2 separate regions of the Pan troglodytes genome follow, and region 1 is linked to region 2. Evidence: chromatin contacts called from public Hi-C data. All regions are on one chromosome and are shown on one strand. The core of a region is the stretch at or near the end of the contact, and the rest is flanking DNA. Distances in the headings are between cores, read along the strand shown. Region 1 has its middle 120 kb from the start of OPCML. Region 2 overlaps NTM (neurotrimin).

What was found. A called contact is a pair of places that touch in the nucleus more often than the background predicts.
Region 1: a contact with region 2 is called in a Hi-C map of induced pluripotent stem cells, with 2.4 times the contacts expected there. The contact joins two enhancer-like sites. A contact is called at or near these places in 2 of 7 Hi-C or Micro-C datasets (induced pluripotent stem cells and stem cell-derived neural progenitor cells).

Annotation. Positions count from the first base shown.
Region 1 is chr9:134,997,727-135,003,836 of NHGRI_mPanTro3-v2.0_pri, reverse strand. It overlaps a transcript of OPCML not described here. Among named protein-coding and RNA genes, the nearest start is that of OPCML, 120 kb to the right of the region's middle. Within about 2 kb of position 3,001, at least 14 of the 24 cell types and tissues checked have an H3K27ac peak or open chromatin away from gene starts, as enhancers often do. A contact at or near this core is called in induced pluripotent stem cells, where this site is marked.
Region 2 is chr9:134,057,866-134,063,806 of NHGRI_mPanTro3-v2.0_pri, reverse strand. The region is part of intron 3 of NTM (neurotrimin); the gene reads right to left. Among named protein-coding and RNA genes, the nearest start is that of NTM, 760 kb to the right of the region's middle. Within about 2 kb of position 1,421, at least 11 of the 24 cell types and tissues checked have an H3K27ac peak or open chromatin away from gene starts, as enhancers often do. A contact at or near this core is called in induced pluripotent stem cells, where this site is marked.

The DNA.
Region 1 (6,110 bases), core at 1,752-4,251, 940 kb before region 2:
GCTTATGCCTTGGTAAAATAAGAAAGCCAGGCTAGTGCAGCTCTAAAGTTCCCTTCAGCCTATGGTTTGTTCCCCTTGAAGGACGAGTTGATGTTCTGCTTGCCCTGAGTCCTCAAGGATTCAGCCAGGGTTGAGCATGAGCTCCCTGATTCAGAAGTTCCTCATTTCAACCCCCAGAGGAGTCCCACAGAGCGAATATTCTCTGTTCTAGCACGCTGAGTAGTGCCAGTGGCTGCTTTCACATTGAAGAGTGATTGGCAGTGGGAGGAGCCTGGAGTCTGGATTTGGAAGACCCTATTCAAATCCAAGCCACACCCTTTACTCACTGCAGATCTCCGAGCAAATGACAGTGACTTCATCTCCTAGAGCCTCAGTTTCTTCATCTGGAAAATGGCACTAATCACACATCTTCAAAAGATTGTTGCGAGAATGTGTGGCTGAGTATGGAAGTACTCTGCAAACTTAAGCACGTTATGCCATAAGGGAGCAACAGGGAAAGAGTCAGAACTCAGGGATTCCTTCGCACCAGTTTTCATGGCTTATTGTTACTTTTCTATTTTATTTTTATAGTGGTTTTACCTTCTAGATAACTTTCACAGGTATTATCTCAACACAACTTCACCGGCCTGGTGTGGTGGCTCACATCTGTAATCCCAACACCTTGGGAGGCTGAGGCGGGTGAATCATCTGAGGTCAGGAGTTCGAGACCAGCATGGCCAACATTGTGAAACCCTGTCTCCACTAAAAATACAAAAAAATCTGCTGGGTATGGTGGCGCATGCCTGTAATCCCAGTTACTTGAGAGGCTGAGGCAGGAGAATGGTTTGAACCCAGGAGGCGGAGGTCACAGTAAGCCGAGATCACATCACTGCACTCCAGCCTGGGCAACAGAGTGAGTCTCCATCTCAAAAAACAAAACAAAACAAAAACAAACAACAAACAACAAACAACAACTTCGCAGGGACATGGGAGACAGAACACGAGGTGGCAGCCTCATATGACAGATGATTTGAGCCTCAGGGTCTTCCAATGACTTGCACCAGGACATAGAATGACTTAGTTGTTGCTGGATACCGTAGTCAGAACTGGGAATTGGATTTCGCCTGGCATAATAAAAATATTGCAGGACTCAAGTCAGGACCGGAGTTTGGTTCCTTGAACTAACAAGGAACCTCCTTCAAGTCCTAGTACTCTGCCTAGACTTTGGCAACCTCTTCTATGAAAGGGGAGGTTGGAGGAGAGGGTGCAGTGAGACTGGCATTTTTTTAAAGGCGTCTTCAGCATTGCTGGTCCATTACTCTGAGAGTTGAAGTACTGTTTCTGCAATTGGGGAAGTGGCTGTGGTTTAAATTCCTAGTCTGTTAACTGGTTGTAGAGTTGGTTTCCTCTGAAAGGGGAGTGGCCATTGGCAGGAGTGGACATGGGGCAAGCCAGGGTTCCACTCCCTTATCCACCCTGGCCATGGCCCCTCCTTGGCAGGCAGAGGCGGGCAGGGTGCTGCTGGCCTGAGGGTCCTGGGCAGGCAGCTCTGTTCTAGCACTCTAAGGAGATCAGATGTTGCGGGCACCAAGGTTCTCAGGCCCACAGAGGATGGCGTTTCTCATGTCAGGAGGGGATGGACGAATGAAGGCGTGTGCACTCCCGGGAGGGAGGAGAGTCACAGGAAAGAGGTGTGGACAGGCAGGATGGAGCAGCACGTGTTGTATCGGGATTCAGTAGTGTGATGGGTGGAGCCGGGAGAGGAGGGAGCTTCGGGCAAGGGAACGTTGGCAGGAAGTGTGCGCAGCAGCAGGAGCCTCGGGTGCTTGTGGGTCTGTGCGCATTCTGGCCTAAATGACCCAGGCAGCGTCTCAGCTTTAACTCTGCAGGTGTTCAAGTCCCATCCAGTGAATCCAAGTGAAGCACCCTGTCCACACGGAGGAGATATCCCAGGGCAAGGCTGACAGAAGGCCCTTGAGGTCCCAGTTACGTGTCTGGGCAGACAAATGTGAGACTGTGGCAAACCAGAGAGCACTGCCTTGAGGTTTGCCGCATGTGCCCGCTAGAGCCACGTGTGTCCACTGTACTGAGGGAAAGAAGCGATGCCCTTCCTACACACGGGAAATATCGTGTAGCAACGGCTTGTTCACAGCCCTTGCTGGGCTCTGGGGCACATTTGTCTCCAGGCAGCGCCTTGGAGACGACCCATCTCCGAAGCAAGTCTGGCTAGGGGGCAGGTGCCTCTGCCCTGGAGCACAGGCAGTGGCAGGGTGTGCATCTCCAACCCCAGGGGCCACGTCATCAGCACCCCTTCTGGAGCCATGGCTCCTTCTGACCTTGTTCCCTTGGTGGGCATCTGCACACGTGGTTTAAAAGTGCCCCTTCCAGGGCTGATCCTGCTCCCGGAGGCCCCAGTGAAGCAGCCCAGCCCAGGCTCAGCACAGATGGATTTTCCAAGGCTCTGGGCCGCCTTCCTCCTGCAGGACTTCATGCTCGTCCAGGTCCGGCTCTCACAGGGGTCCGGGGGCTTCAAGCACCAGACTGAACCGTTTCCTCTGCAGCGTGCTTTCCTCCGGGTGAGGCCACCAGGCACCTTGTCAGGGACACCGTTTCTTCCACTCACCCCACCCTGGCCCCTGACAGGTCGCCTCTCCCTCCTTGTTTTATTTTTCTCCTTTTCTCATCCAGATTAAACACGTACTGTACTTTATATCTCGTGTGTGTCCTGTCTACCTGGTGGACGCAACGTAAGCTCCGTGGCAGGGACCTTTGTATTGTTCAATGTTGTATCGTTAGCACATGCCAGGCTTCCAGGAAACGTTTCCAGTAAATGAATAAAGCCTTCTTACATTTACTGCCGGCCCGCCCCGCGCCAGGCCATGTGGCTGCGGAGGCAGAGGAGACCTCAGCCTTCCCTTCCCTCCAGGCTCGCTAAAGCCTGAGCTCTTCCTGACACTTCCCCTCCGGCCCGGCCCGGAAGTCCCATTCCCGGATCCTTCACCGAGGCCAGTCCCACCCGGACAAGAATTCAGGCGGCACAGTCCGCCTCCCGGGGCAATCTAGCCTGGGGAAAGGGCAAGCACACAAGGTGGCCCTGGAGCGGCCCCTGAGGACGCCAGCGACAGTCTCTGGTGGAACCTGCTGGCCGCCCTTCTCCCATTTGACCCTCCGCCTGGTTCGCTGCCGCAGATCAACTGTTGACACAGCTACCAGGGAAAGGGGTGTTTGTCCACCGGAATGCTCCCTGCGGAGGACTCTGCCCGGGGGCCTCAGCCGGGAAGGCGGCCAGGTGGGTTGCAGTACCAGGGGCTGCCCAGCGAGGGGAGACAAAGCTCCACAAATGAGAACAAGCTGTGCCGGCGGCATCAGTTACCCGGCAGCGTCTGGGAACCGCGCTGGGCTGCGCTGGGGTCGGCTAGTGGGCCGGCGTTCCTCTCCTTCCCTCCCTCTGCCGGACTCCGCTCCACCCCTCACTCAGCCTCCTCTGGATCAGCGCCACCTCCTTCCTTTGGTCAGCCCCCTTCACCTGCAATAGGCCCCAATACAAGGGGCTTGAGGAAACAGTTTTGGGTTTTTTTGTTTTGTGGTTAAAAAAAGAAAGAAAGAAAGAAAATTAAAGCCATATCTTCCAGCCGTGTCTGCAACTGACACCGTCAAGTGATCAAACCCGGCTCACGGCTAGCCCATTTCACAAAAACACCCATGAAATCTTTCTCAATTCAGGAATGACTTTGAAGATCTAGCTGGTATTAATAATCACCAACCGGGGCTGGGCTCGGTGGCTCACCCCTGTAATCCCAGCACTTTGGGAGGCCAAGGTGGGTGGATCACCTGAGGTCAGGAGTTCAAGACCAGCCTGGTTAACATGGTGAAACTTCGTCTCTACTAAAAATACAAAAATTACCAGGGCATGGTGGCGGGCACCTGTAATCCCAGCTACTCAGTAGGCTGAGGTAGGAGAATGGCCTGAATCTGGGAGGCGGAGGTTGTAGTGAGCCAAGATCAAGCCATTGCACTCCAGCCTGGGTGACAAGAGCAAAACCCCATCCAAAAAAAAAAAAACAACAGCTCTGTAAATGACCTTTTCTGACCATGAGACTGAATAAAACCTTGCGGCAGATTAATAGGACCCAAAGTCATCATTCACATCCTATAAAAATAGGTACGAAGGCAGCTGCTTCACAGTCTGAAGTGCAGGCACACCACTGTAGAGCCCACGAAATGTGGCTCCCTGGGACCTTTTCTAAGAGCACAACGTGACTTTCCTCCTTTCTGACCCCATGGGAGGCTGTCTAGTCTGTTGGGTTTAAGAAGGAGACAGGAGGCTGGAAAAGGCATCCCTGAGGGCTAGCCGTGGCCCAGGGGACCAGCCCTCTGGTTGCTTCTCTCCGCCGTTGTATGACATGTGTCCGTTCTCACTCGGAGCCTGTACCACTCTGGGTAACTCTTATAGACTGGAGCCCCTAGAAAGAGATAGGAAGGGACAGAATAGGAACTGAACTTACACTGCGAAGGCTGGTCTCTGGACTGACCGTTAGAACTCACAGCACGTGCTGAGACAATGACTGGAATACAATGGGAAAACTCCATGACCCCAAAGCCCCATGCTGGCCCCCGGCCATGGGAGGCACTGGACAGGCACAAGGAGGATGCGGCTGTCTTTACAGACAGTGGTGTCTGGCAGGGGTACCTCAGATCAGTCCCCAGCGCTGCAGCTGCCGGCTGGCTGCATGCAGCAGGGCTGGAGCAAGGCAGAAAGCCATTCCTAGGGAGGCTGCTGTGGAGTAGAGCTTGGCAAGGCAGAGGCTCAGGGGCGGGAACGATGCTTGGGTCCAGTGATCAGGATTGGGATCAATGACAGGGTTGCTGAGGCAGCCCTAAACCCCAGCTGGAACAGGAGATGGAAGCTGAACTGGCAGCAAGGGTGGGCAGTGGGGTCTCCAAGGATGCCGCTCAGGCAGTCTTGGGTGTGGTGATGCATTAAATCTACAAGCAGGGCTCAGAAGATCTCATCTGTAGGGAAAGGAGGGATGAAGTGTTGGAATCTAAGCAGGGTGCAACGTTCTGAGCCAAGACCTTTACCAAAATCCTTGACATTAAACTGGAAACTAATGTTTTATGAGCAAGGAGGACTCTTGAGCCTCGGTTCTATTAAATGATATCATTTGCAAATTAAAAATGTTTGGAAAACTACTCAGCAGTATTTGTCAATAGTGGTAACGCCAGTCAGAATTGAACAGAAAAGGCTCGAGAAGACACTGATTTTGCCTACATGCAGGTGGTAAAAGGACCTGAGAGATTTAAGATAAGGAAGTGCAGCAGGGATTCATGGACTTCCTTTCACTTGGGTCTGTCCAGTCTGGCAGAGGCAAGGACAGGTATCTGGGGTGAGAAATTTAGAATCACATTTGTGGTGGAGTCTGGTGTTACCAGTGGAGTCTGATGCAAGCGGCTCCTGTGCTTTCCTCCCTGACACTGGGGACTCTTGTGGAAACTTGCAGCTTTGAGCATAATGGAGGTTAGCACGACATATACCCTTGGAATGACATAGAGCTTAGGCCAGGCTAACAGTTCCATTAGGAAAGGTGTCTTTACACCCAGTGCTAGGAAATTTATTCTAAAACCAAAGTTGGTGTCACCTTTTGTAGCTAAACAAGACCCTATGCCCCCAACCAATGGGCTTCCTCAAAAGTTTCCATGAAATTCTCAAACTTTTCAGCCCCCACCCCCACCTCAATTTCTGTTTAGTGTCCCATTTATGCATGCGCTTAAGTGTGCTTGGATGGAAAACAAACGAAATGGAACTGAGGGCCCTGTCTAATCTGACTTGCGGAAAAGTTTTTGAAAGAAGAGGTGAGAAGATCCCTTTTGCATAGCACATTAAAATAAATTATGGAGAACTTCTCCCTTCCAGCTAAGGAGGTGGTCAAGATGAGAGGATAAATCTTTAAAAGACTAATGTTTTCAAAATCAGGTTCCTTGCCCTCAATCCTTTGATGTATGAGTGTAAGACTAGGTAGGACACGTGGTGAAATATACATGAGAACTCGGAAGAGAATAGCAGAGTGGAGAAAATATTAGTGTTTACATCAAAACTCAATTGGAACACTCATTTCAAGGTGATAGTTTAT
Region 2 (5,941 bases), core at 172-2,671:
TGTAAATCTTTCAGAGAGCCAATGCCCAGGCCAGCATCCCACCTGGTTCAGTCCCTTGGATGGGGAAGGGTGGATCTAAGACAAGAGCTTGGCTCTGGGACTTGCAGGCTATAAAGTTAGACACCACTAAGTCTGCCGGCATGACATTCTTTCTCCTATTAATAGCAACTTCTTCCATTTGCTCGCCCCAGAAAACAAAATGAATGAGGCTTGGCTGTGAATGTAGGAGAGACTAAAGCCCAGGATGGCAATAAATCGGAGTGCAGAGTGGCAGACACTGTAATCCGCCGGAATGCCGCTCTGGCTCAAGGAAAAGAACCTCTTTGGGGAAGCAGTGGAGGGAATCAATGCCCATAAAAGCATCCAAGGCAGCAAGCCACAGCAGAAAAGATAGATACTGTTGACCAGCACATGCAGCAGATTGCTGGTTGTAAAACAAAATAGAAAGTCATTAAAAAGGTGGGCAAAGGGCACGACTGTGTGATGTGGATGTCACAGGGGACCTGTGTTATAGAGGGCTCAGGCCTCCCCATCCGTCAGAAGGTCAGCATCGCCAAGACTGCCTGGAATCCCACACTACAGATCCCTCTCTATGCGCTCACCGCAGCAAGGTGAGAGATGGGTTAGTATTTATTGCCACTTATGTAATAGGTCTATTTGGAAACACATTCTGACTCGCTTATCAGGATATTAATACATCACAGCATATTGAGCTGTATTCATTTTGGGTTCGGGTTGCTTTAACCAAAGACTTTCCTGGGAAGCCTGCCAGGGTATGTTTTTCTGGAACGAGCTCCCTTTTCTGCCTCATTCACCACCTTTCGATCCACCAGAGGGCAGAGTCAACCCATAAGACTCAGGCTCAGGGACTTTGGGGGGCAGTTTGAAATAGGAGGAGTTTTGGGAGAACGCACCAGAAAAGCAAAGGCCTGAATAAGTTATTCATCCTGAAAGCTGGAGATGGAAATAGTTTCTGGAACTCTCAGGAAAAAAGACTGACAATAAGGCCCGCAAGAAGCAAGTTGAAGAGTTCTTAATGTGCTGTGCCTCAGTTTCCCAACATTTGAAAGGAGCAGATGCTTGAATCATTTCCAACTCACCCTGTAAATTAAACCACGCTTTGCAGGTCACAGAAAACACCTCTCGCAGCAAAGGAGGGGCAGCTGGCAGAGAAACAGGCTGCAAGGTCGCAGCCAGCACAAATCGGAAAAAGGCACGTTCTGGAGGCTTCTTCCCTCCTCCTCGCTTCCCTCTCCCTTTGCCTCCTGGTAGGGCTCTTTCTCCTTCCGCATTTCCATTCTTGCCCTCTTTCTCCTTTTCTTTCTTGTGCTAGTTTGGCTGCCCTCTCCAGCTCCTCTCCTCTTGGGAGAAATAAAAGTAAAACCAAAAACAACTGCTAGGGGAGAAATGACAGCAGCTGCTTCCTCCCCCTCCTCCTGCCCCCGCCATGGGAGGTGGCTGCGAAGTCCCGGCACACTGCCAGCCATGGTGAGAGCTTTGATTTCCAATCTGATCGCCTCATTTTGTCAGCCTCTGCATAACACAAACAGCTCAGCCCCCATTTATCATAGAGAAGAAGGGGGTGATGGAAGGAAAAAAAGTAGAAGGAACACCTTCCTCTCCCATAATAAATAACTGGCACAGGCATCTCCTGTCACCCTCAGCATTGTCCGTGGTGTGTGTCTCCCTACCTTGCCATTAAGAAGTAACTCACCACAGCTGGGCTGGAGAGAAACAATCTCCCTGCTATTGTTCACAGCGTTCTTGTGTGACAATTTCAATCCATCAGACTTTTCTTCTGCAAAGAATTGATGGACTCAGGATCCTCTGGCTCGGAGCTGTTTGTATTTCTGCACTCGTTCACACACCCAGGTGGCGAGACCCTTGCGCCCACTCAGTCTCTCCCACTCCCACATCGCGCAGGGGCGCCTGGGGACCCAAGCTGCTTATGGAAAGCGAGGCTCCACCTTTGCTGGGCTGCGCTTCTTCCTCTGCCAACAGCCCACTCATCCCCCTTGCCTGGGACCCCTGTTGATCTCTCTTACACACACACAATATACACAAACACATGCACGCACACACACCACATACCACAGCACACACCACATACCACAGCACACACCCAGCCACACACACACCACACACCACACATACCACACAGCACACACAGATACACAACACACACACAACACACATGCACCATATACAACACACAAAATACATGCACCACATACCACACACCACACATGCACCATATACCACAACACACAAAATACACGCACCACATACCACACACCACACATGCACACACACCATACACACATCACATACCATAGCATGCTCAACATATGCACGACATACCACAACACAGACCACATACCACACACTACGCATGCACACACCACACACACCACATACTATACCACACACCATACACCCCACCACACACACACATCACTCATACCATACACAACACGCACACCACATACCACGCCAGAGACACACACCCCACATACCATAACACACATCACATACCCCACGACACATCACACACTACACACCACACACACACTCATACCCCATCACACACCACACACATCACATACCACACACACCACATACACCACTGCACACCACACAGAGACACACACCCCACATACCATAACACACACCACATACCCCACCACACACCACATAAACCCACATCACAGATAATACACAACACACACACAAATATACCACACACAAAATACACACACCATGCACCACACACCACACATTGTACCACACATCTTACCACACATACCAAACAATACACACCACATACCACACACTCCACCACACACGCACCACATACCACAACACAAAACACACACCCCACCACACACATCACACACACAACACACATGCACCACATACCACACAACACACACTCCACCACACACACCACACACTCACAACACACATACTATAGACACCACACACACACACCACGCACACAACACACACCACAACACACACATGCCCCACCACATATACCACACCACACACACCATATACAACATACATCACACACACCACCACACACACACCATACTACACGTACACCACATACCACACCACACAATACACATACACCTCATACCACACCACACAAACACACACACACACCACACACGCCATATCACTAGACATACCACATACCCCACAACACAACACATAACACACACTACACACCACACACATACCACATACCACACCATACAACACATACACCACATACCCCACCACGCACCACAAACACATCACACACCACACACTACACACCACACTCACACCACACACCACACACACATCACACACCACGCGACACAACACATACACCACAGACCCCACCATCACCACACACACATCACACACCACACACTACACACCACACTCACACCACATACCCCACTACACATGACACACACACCACATACCACATGACACACATACCACATACACCACCAAACACCACACACATCACACACCACACACTACACACCACATACACATTCATACCCCACCACACACCACATACATCACATAGCACACACTACACACCACACACACCACATACACCACCACACACGCATCACACACACATCACACACCACACACTATACACCACATACACACTCATACCTCACCACACACCACATACATCACATAGCACACACTACATACCACATACACCACCACACACCACACACACATCACACACTACACACTACACACACATCACATACCACACCACACACCACATATACCACATACCCCACCACACACACACACACACAAACACACACCGGTACATTATTTATCTTCTACTTTACACTCTAAGGGAGGGTTTGACTTAGTCTAATTCACTCAATAAAATGAAAACATCCTTTCCTGATTCACTCACTCAGTCACCTCATCTTTGTTTGCATCCCCACTGTGAGCCCATCCGTTTGCGTTTGCTGGGACTGAGTGTAGACAGGTATGCGGGCAGTGTGAGGAAGGCAGGGTGTGTCTGGGAAGGTTGTGCTCTAGGACTCAAGATGCAAATCAGGCCCACCTGTAGAACTTGCTTTACTTATTCATTTGGAGATGGATGTCATGCTGGCACCCAGGCTGAAGTGCAGTGGCACAATCATCACCCCTGCAGCCTCCAACCAGCCTCCAGAGTAGCTTAGACAACAGGCGCTAGCTACAGTACCTAGGAGTACAGAAGCTAGGACCACCAGGAGCAGCTATTTTTCTTTTTGTTGTTGTTTTTTTGTTTTTGTAGAGACAGGGTCTTGTTATGTTGCTGAGGCTGACAATTTCAATCTCCTGGACTCAAGCAATCCTCCTCACTTGGCCTCCCAAAATGCTGGAATTACATGCATGAGACACCACACTCAGCCATTGTGGAACTTTATATAAATGCCTGTACTTTATAAATTACCCACGCAACCCCGCCCCGCGCGTGCGCGCGCGCACACACACACGTACACAAAAAATATTCAGAACAATTTCCACAACTTTTTCTGATGTGCAAAACTGAGAATCATTATTGTGAGCAGCTGCTGAGTAGGATTTGGGTAGAAATGGGGAGGCAGACGGGCAACAAACCTGGACAGGTGAAGAGAAGTACTTTCATGAAGGGCATTTTAAGTTATGTTAAGGAATCTAAGGCGCAGGCGCCAAGAGCTTCCAACAGGGCGGCACTGTGCTGGGACCTGTGTTTTGGAGCCTGTCTCTCCCTGCAGTCTGAGAGCACTCACAAAACCACCAAAGGCCAGCCCAGCCACGGCTGCTGAGATCTCAGGGAGCGCAGGGCCCCAGGGGCTGGAGAGGAAGGGATGGAGACAGGAGACACCGGGAAGTAGAATCCATGGCCGGATCGAAGATCCGGGGATGGGAGGGGCAATAGCAGAAAGGAAGGGGCATAGCACAATAATGACCCTGACTAACGTTTATTGATCACTAGAGTGTGCCAGGCACTATGCAAAGCACTTTACTCAGATCATGTTATGTGAGCCACACAGCCACTCTGTGTGGTAGTAAACAAAAATATCTCCACTTTACCTGCAAGGGAACTGAAGCTTAATAAATTGCCTCGGGTCACAAAGCTACTAAATTACAGAGCAGCCACTGGATCCTACTGACGGTCTCCAGGAGACGGACACTGTAAGGCAAGGTACAACTCTGCCTCCTGGTTTCTGTCCTGAGAAAGTGGGATGGGATGGGTGCAGAGTCCTGAGGAATGGAATCTGGGGGAAGGCTGTGCACACGTAGGAACCTAACTCTTGGTCAGTAACCCGCACATGCGTGGTTCTCTAATGGACTCTCCTGGGCTGGTCCTGTTTGCCCGCCCAGGCTGTTGATGCCTTTAGCACACGGTCCATTCTGCTGTGCCTCAGAGGAGCTATTGCCAGCTGGTCTCACGGCAGGTACTCAGGCACCTGTTGGCTGGCTCATCAAATGCGCATATAGCACTGTGTATGGGAAGGACCAGTGGCAGGGGATTTCCCTAGCTCTCGCCGAAAACAGAACGGCCATAGGCCCCTTCACATTGCTACCCTTGGCTTCCTAGTACTCAAAGCTTGGATCAAGCTTCCTCTGTCGTTCTATGCAATGGACCACACAGACATCCCATAACTGACACTGTTATTAATTGTTGGTCTCCTAGTGAGGCTTCCAGAGACATGGTTGTGTTTAGAAAACATGGCAGATTTGTCTCCATGAATACCTTTCTGTAGAAAGCACGTAGGTTTACCTCCCCCTTCACCTACGAGAGAGCCTCTCTTCTAACTATCCCTTCTCCCCACACTGCCCCCTGTGCCTTTCCAGTCCTTTCTCTGTCCTTGCCATGGACAGTGCATTTTACATGAAGCTGTAAAATTTGATGACAGCTTTCCTTGTCAATGTG